2 separate regions of the Mus musculus genome follow, and region 1 is linked to region 2. The links are chromatin contacts, called in public HiChIP or PLAC-seq maps. All regions are on one chromosome and are shown on one strand. The core of a region is the stretch at or near the end of the contact, and the rest is flanking DNA. Distances in the headings are between cores, read along the strand shown. Region 1 overlaps Bicral (BRD4 interacting chromatin remodeling complex associated protein like). Region 2 overlaps Ptk7 (PTK7 protein tyrosine kinase 7).

Region 1 (3,340 bases), core at 508-3,007, 190 kb after region 2:
GTTGCAAAATCAAGACAATCACAGTGACACGTTTTCCCAAATCTTTGGCTGTATTGCAATGGTTGTTTCATTTTGTAATCTCCAACTGAACATACCCTAACCATGGATTAACAATATAGGTACTGACTGGTTTAACAGTATTTATCCAACATAACAAAATAAACTGCAATTTGTTATACTTTTTTTTTTTTTTACAAAACATTTTATAAATATTTTTACAAAATGTATACAAAGCAATTTCAAGTGAGACATACTATACAAATGAAGGTATTTAAGCAAATAAAGCCACGCCACACTGACAGTGAGTGACCGTCCTTGGAGCCGGCCAGCCTGTGAGGCCTCCCTAATCTAACAGAGTCTACTAAAGTCTCCAGAACTAAAGGGTTTCCTTATCGTAATTGCCAGTTCAAAATTTGCTTCATCTTTAGGCAGTACTTAAGGACACAGAAAATCAATGCGTAATAACAAATTCATACTTTTCCACAACAACAAACGGATTAAAAACAAAGGGAAGAAAAGGTGATTTTTTTTTTTTGTTACTGAGCACGCGTTCTAGAACTCAACTGACTAATGACCCTGAACCACCAACGTTGGCCACTGAGGCAGAGCGCTTCCCTTCAGCAGTGGGGGCTCGGGAGTGAGTTATGACCCATGTGGTGTAACCTAATCACAGGAGTAAAATACACTTTGTAATCTTCATTTGTCATTATCTAGAGTCTTTCCTCCATAAAAAGTAAACTTACATACAAGGACACAAAAATTTACAAGTTTCATTTTGGTACAGTAGGCTCTCCTTGTGTGGGACTAATGTCATGGTGAGAAGCCCTGTAACCTGACACACAGGAGAGAAAACTAGGGCCAGGGCCGGGGCTGGGGAGGGAGGGAAGAGATAACAAATATACACGAGACTTTCTTGTCTCTTGAGAATTCCACTGATTTGCAATAATTAAAGTAATTCATTAGTAGCCATGTGCTGCAGGCATCCAGGGGCCATCTTGAATGGTAACCATGTGGCTATGAGAAGAGCCTGTGACAGAGAGATCAGGGCAGCCCAGACAGAGGTCTAACTGGTAAACAACTCATCTTTCTAATGTGTTATAATACAGGAAGGAAGTCAGCAACTTGGACATTGGCACAGAGAAGGAAGAAAAGGACAACTCGAAGACAGCCCAGACTCTTCTAGTTTGGTTGGCTGGGCTGTGGGCGGGAGAAGGTCCATCGCTCTCAAAGACTGGCTGTCTCACAGAGTTTTTTTGTGTAGTGGACAGAGGGGTAAAAAAGGCCCACACAGTCTGCTATTGCTCAAATTTCTCTCCTTCTGTGTTTGAGGCAGGGGTGTGTTATATAGCCCAAGCTGGCCTTGAACCAGTGACTCTCCTGCTTTAGTCACCTGACTGTTGGGATTACAGGTGTATGCCACCATGCCTAGATTGTTGCTGTGTTATGTGAAAAAAAGATAAAAATCAAAATCAAAAGCCTTCCTTTCCATTGCAGGCCAATCTGGAAAAGAAACACTCTACATGATGACCATAGGGACAACTCCATTTTGGGGGTATAACGAAGCAGAGGAGATCAACGGATGCATTTACACAGCCTGGGGATGAACAGAGGGAGGAAGCCCTCACAGGCATCAAAGCTACCTCTGGATCCCAGAGGTTGATGGAGACGTGGGAGGAGGGTTGCAGACACAGCACTGTGGGCCATTACCACACAGGAAGAAGCAAGTAGCAACAGAACACGCCCTGGTGCAGGCCCGCACAGAGGGAAGGATGAGGGCCACTCCCGGAAAGGAACAAAAATAATAAAGAGGAAGGCTCGATCGCTATGGTGAACTGGACCACACACAGCGGGGGCGGGGCCAGGACATGGCCCCCTGTCTCCTGCCTCGGTTCCTTCCTTCAGTGGCCTGCTGGTTGTGACCTTTGGTTTACTGTGTTTGGGAATGAATGACTGATACTGTTGACTACTATTCTCACGAACAAGGCCAGAGTCCCGTTCAAAAGCCTCAACTGAAAGAGTACAACACAGTTTTTAAGTGAAAGCCTTTTGATGCTTGGCTAAGGGCTGAGGGAAAGGGGACAACGAGGTTGAATGGAACAGAATTCAGCGATAATAAAGAACATAGGTTATGTTGACTTCACCCAATTATAAAATGCAAACCTCTTTTAAGTTGATGGAATACACGGAGACCCCGGTGCCTCCCCAACTCGCTGCCTTACAACTGACTTCCACTGTTCCCTAGTGAGCCTGTGAGAATTTCAGGGCGTACACCTGGGGCTAAGAACAGACCATTCTCAGACAGAATTCAGCACGAATGTGTTGAAGACAAACACAAGGCTTTGCTTTTGCAGCATCGCACAGCACTGGATGTCAGGAGGATGCTCTGTGGCTGTGCTCCTGGCGTCTTAGCCAGGGCGGTGGGCTTCCAGGCAGAGCACCGGCTACCCACCACTCAGCGGGCTGGTCAGGGAGAGTCTTCCCTACGCAGATACCCTCTCCCCCTGGAACAGAACAAAACCAAACCACTACTTTGGAGCTGCAGTGAGAAAGTCTTTAAATCAGTCCTGTTTGATTTTTCTTTAATAAGTCTGTTCTTTTGAAATGACTTATGATTGTCAAAATTTTACCCAGGGCCAAGTGTACTGTGGTCTTGAGCGACAGTGCTAAGAAACAAACCACAAAACAAATTAACGAACAACAATGGCCGTAAGCACTTTCGTAACACTTGAAATGTGGAGGGCCTATCGGACTGCTTTCTAGAGAGAGGTGGGTGTACTGAGGGGTCTCCCCGCAGCCATGACGACATGTATTGCTCTTCAAAAGAACAGGGTGAGATTAGAAAGGATAACCTGTGATGGAGGACCAAGCAGGCTGGAGACAGACGGGAGCCGTTTCCATTTGCTTTGCTGGGAGAGAGTGTAACTGGTCCGGGGCAGGGTCTGGAGGAGGACGGCTGCTATTAACACTCTAGAATACTATTTACAGCTGCTTCTAAAATGGAGTCCGTTTCTACAACGCCTTCACTGTGGTCCGGGATGAATTTTTCTAGGCAGTTTTCCTGCGAAGCCATTGGAGAAAAGCTGGGGAAGTCCAGGTCCGCCGCACCGCTGGCCGTAGGGTCGCTTGGCGGCCGCCCCGAGTTCTTGAGTTCCAGGATGTTCTTAAAGGTTTTCTCTAGGCTCTTGGTGAGCTGGAGATCTGGCTGGGGCTCACCCGACCCTTTCATGATGTCTGTGTGTAAAACCTCATTCTTTGGGGAATTCCTCAGCGCTTTGTCCTGGAAGGAGTCGAGACAGGGCATCTCCATGTGCGAGCTGGCCAGGACGCCGGGGAGCTTGCT
Region 2 (3,180 bases), core at 614-3,113:
AGGGTCAGACCCTAATATAGGTTCCGGGTAGGCAATTACATTAATTATCATCATTAATTCAACAAACATTTATTTAGAGCCTGCCATGTGCCAAGTACTCTCTAAGTCACTGGAGATGCAAAGAGAAAAACACACAATTACTGTCTTTAAGTGTCTCAGCTCAGTGGGGGAGTCAGACAAGCAAACATATAATTACAGTAATAGCTAACTCACTGACCCGCGCTACGAACCAGGCGCCGTTCCCAGCATGTTAACCATACTGTCTTGTTAAGGCTCATGCCCGCCCAGTGGAAGGCATGCCACAATCCCCATCGTGCAGATGTGGTAACTGAGGCACAGAAGCAAGGCTACTTACGGAAGCTGGTAAGAGACAAAATGCCGAAGTCAAACTTCAGGTCACATCTGGCTGCAGGGTAAGGCTTCCTGTGACTACTAGCCTTGCCTACTCTGTCGCTTGTGACAGGAGAGTACAGAGAATTCTTCAGAGAAGCCTCTAAGTCAGATGGAAGGGTTATAGAGATGAGGTGGGGAGACTAGAAGGGTTTTATGGAGTTATGAAAGAAGGATGCATGGAAAGTAGGAAGCCAGAAGCCAGAGGACTAGAAACAGAATCCACAGCCAAGCCCTGCTGAACACCAAACATAAAATACAAGCCAGAGGACACTGGGCAACGGTGGCACATGCCTTTAATCCCAGCCCTTGGATCTCTGTGAGTTCTAGGCCAGCTTGGTCTACAGTATGATTTCCAGGACAGCCAGGGCTACACAGAGAAACCCTGTTTTGAAACCCTTCTGAAGGTACCAAGTTCAAATCCCAGCAACCACATGGTGGCTCACAACCATCTGTAATGAGATCTGACTCCCTCTTCTGGAGTGTCTGAAGACAGCTTCAGTGTACTTACATATAATAATAAATCTTAAAAAAAATAAAATAAAATAAAGAAGCCAGGTAGTGGTGGTGCATGCCTTTCTGAGTTTGAGGCCAGCCTGGTCTACAGAGTGAGTTCCAGGATAGCCAGGGTTACAGAGAAACCCTGTCTCAAAAAAACAAAAACAAAACAAAACAAAACAAACAAACAAAAAAACAAAACCAAAAAAAAAAGAAAAGAAAAGAAAAGAAAAGAAAAGGGAAGAAAAGAAAGGAAGGAAAGGAAGGAAAGAAAAGGAAGGAAGCGTGATGGCACACGCCTTTAATCCCAGCACTCGGGAGGCAGAGGCAGGTGGATTTCTGAGTTCGAGGCCAGCCTGGTCTACAAAGTGAGTTCCAGGACAGCCAGGGCTATAAAGAGAAACCCTGTCTCAAAAACAAAAAACAAAACAAAACAAAAAACAAAGGAAGGAAAGCCAGAAGTGAATGAGTGAGTAAATGAGATGAGAGCAGAAAGCTCTGAGAGGCTGTTAGCCATATTGCTGTGGGGCTGGGGGTGGTGGTGGTGGTGGTGGTGGTGGTAAGGCAGCAGATGTACAGTTACCTTGCTCTGGGTGTCCCCGGTTAAAAAACAAACCGCCACCACAGAAGTCTGCCTTTCCCAGCCGGACAAAAAAAGCTAAACTCTCCGACATTGAGGAGAGCGGCAGGCTCTCCCATGGAAGTGCTGAGTGTTGTCTAATACCGTACCTCTTCTACAATCCCCAAGGCTGTCTGGAAACCACTACTGAGGGTTAGCTGCCCACCTCAGCAAAAGCCAAATTAACTCTAAACCAAATCACATTCACCGGTACCAGGGTTAGGACAACATATTGTGTTGGGGGCTGGAAAAGTAGCTCAGAAATAAAGCAAAGGAAAATGGGCTGGGCTCAGCTGTGGACGCCCCGCCTCAGCTTCCTGTCCGCTGGGCTACAGGCGTGTATGAACACGCCCCACTCTGATGGGTACTCAGCCCCGCCAGGAGCAGGGCACTGTTCTCATGCCGGGACACACAATGGTGAAGTGGACAGGAAGCTTTCTGCCCTCCGGCTTTACACAGCCTCTGAAGATGGAATAAAAGCAGCAGGGTCTGGCCTGGAAAACAGGGGGTCTGCTTAGTCCCTTGGCTGTACTCAAACAGGGTCCCATTTCGATCCCTTCAAGAGGCTGCTGTGGAAATCTGGAAGGCTCTTCTACGGAAGGAAGAGAGCGACCAGGGAAGGCAGGACAGATGCCAGCAGGATGAGCTGTTCCCCATTCCCCCCTTACCCCCCCCGCCCCGCCCATTTCACCCAAGGTGTCTAGGACCAACAAAGGTCAACACCCTCACAGCTCCTACTTGGCTCCAGGAAGGAAGAATTACCAAAGAACCACGCCACCTCCTCCACAAGTCCCTGGGGCAAGCAGGAACAGATTTGACTTTCCTCCCCCAATGTGGGGAGTGGCCAGGTCCTGCCTGGCTGTAGTCAGTGCATATTTAATAAGTTTTATTTTTAGATTTATTTATTCTATTTTATGTAGATTAGTGTCTACCTGTGCACCAGTGTGCACAGTGCCCTTAAAGGTCAGAAGCATACGTTGGATCCCCTGGATGAGTATCGTGAGCTGGGAACTGGATCCAGGTCCTCTTCAGGTTCAACCTTCACTACTCAGCCTTGCTTTGATCATTACTGAATCACGTTCTCAGATCTCCATCTGTCTAGTCCCACGTCCGCCCCGAGTCCCACCTCCCACCCTCTTAGATGGTTTCAAACCTGGAAAGAAGAGGGTGAGACTGATTTCCACAGACTTCCATCACGTGCTCCCATCTCTTAGCACAGCCATGATGGATCCACAGGGAATCATGAATAGTTGTTTTCAGTGTGCTGGGCTGAGGGTGCATACCCCACTGAGCTTCTGCTGGCCTCTGCTGCATTTCCTAGCCCTATCCTATTTATTATCCTGTGATGGCTGGTTAAGGAGTTGGGGTGTGTGTGTGTGTGTGTGTGTGTGTGTGTGTGTGCGTGCGCGCGCGCGCTAGATGGGGAGAGTGAGGCCTGGGTGTTTTGATGCTTGGAACTGAACTTGGGCCCCCTGGAAGGGCAGCATGTGCTCTGCTGAGCCATCTTGTCAGCTCTCTGTTCTGATTGTTAAATAGTGTGTGGAGGCCAGGAGACAACTTGCACGAGTTAGTTCTTGCCTTCCACCATAGAGGTCCTGGGGATCAAACCCAGGTCATCAGCTTTGGCAGCAAGCCTCTTTGTCCACTGAGCCATCTCATCGGCCCAGCTTTTT

What was found. HiChIP or PLAC-seq counts read pairs in DNA pulled down with a chosen protein or histone mark.
Region 1: a contact with region 2 is called in an H3K4me3 HiChIP or PLAC-seq map of bone marrow-derived macrophages, with 4 times the contacts expected there. The contact joins two enhancer-like sites. A contact is called at or near these places in 1 of 484 Hi-C or Micro-C datasets (embryonic stem cells), 5 of 115 datasets of contacts at active chromatin or transcription factors (the SCID.adh cell line, bone marrow-derived macrophages and embryonic stem cells) and 1 of 9 other capture datasets (adipose tissue).

What each region holds. Positions count from the first base shown.
Region 1 is chr17:46,798,089-46,801,428 of GRCm38.p6, forward strand. It overlaps Bicral (BRD4 interacting chromatin remodeling complex associated protein like), which reads right to left. Exons shown (of 11, transcript NM_001100452.1): 11 at 28-3,340. The coding sequence ends at 2,960. Among named protein-coding and RNA genes, the nearest start is that of Rpl7l1, 17 kb to the left of the region's middle. Within about 2 kb of position 1,758, at least 21 of the 459 cell types and tissues checked have an H3K27ac peak or open chromatin away from gene starts, as enhancers often do. A contact at or near this core is called in bone marrow-derived macrophages and embryonic stem cells, where this site is marked.
Region 2 is chr17:46,608,043-46,611,222 of GRCm38.p6, forward strand. All of the region lies in intron 1 of Ptk7 (PTK7 protein tyrosine kinase 7), which reads right to left. Among named protein-coding and RNA genes, the nearest start is that of Ptk7, 20 kb to the right of the region's middle. Within about 2 kb of position 1,864, at least 95 of the 459 cell types and tissues checked have an H3K27ac peak or open chromatin away from gene starts, as enhancers often do. A contact at or near this core is called in bone marrow-derived macrophages and embryonic stem cells, where this site is marked.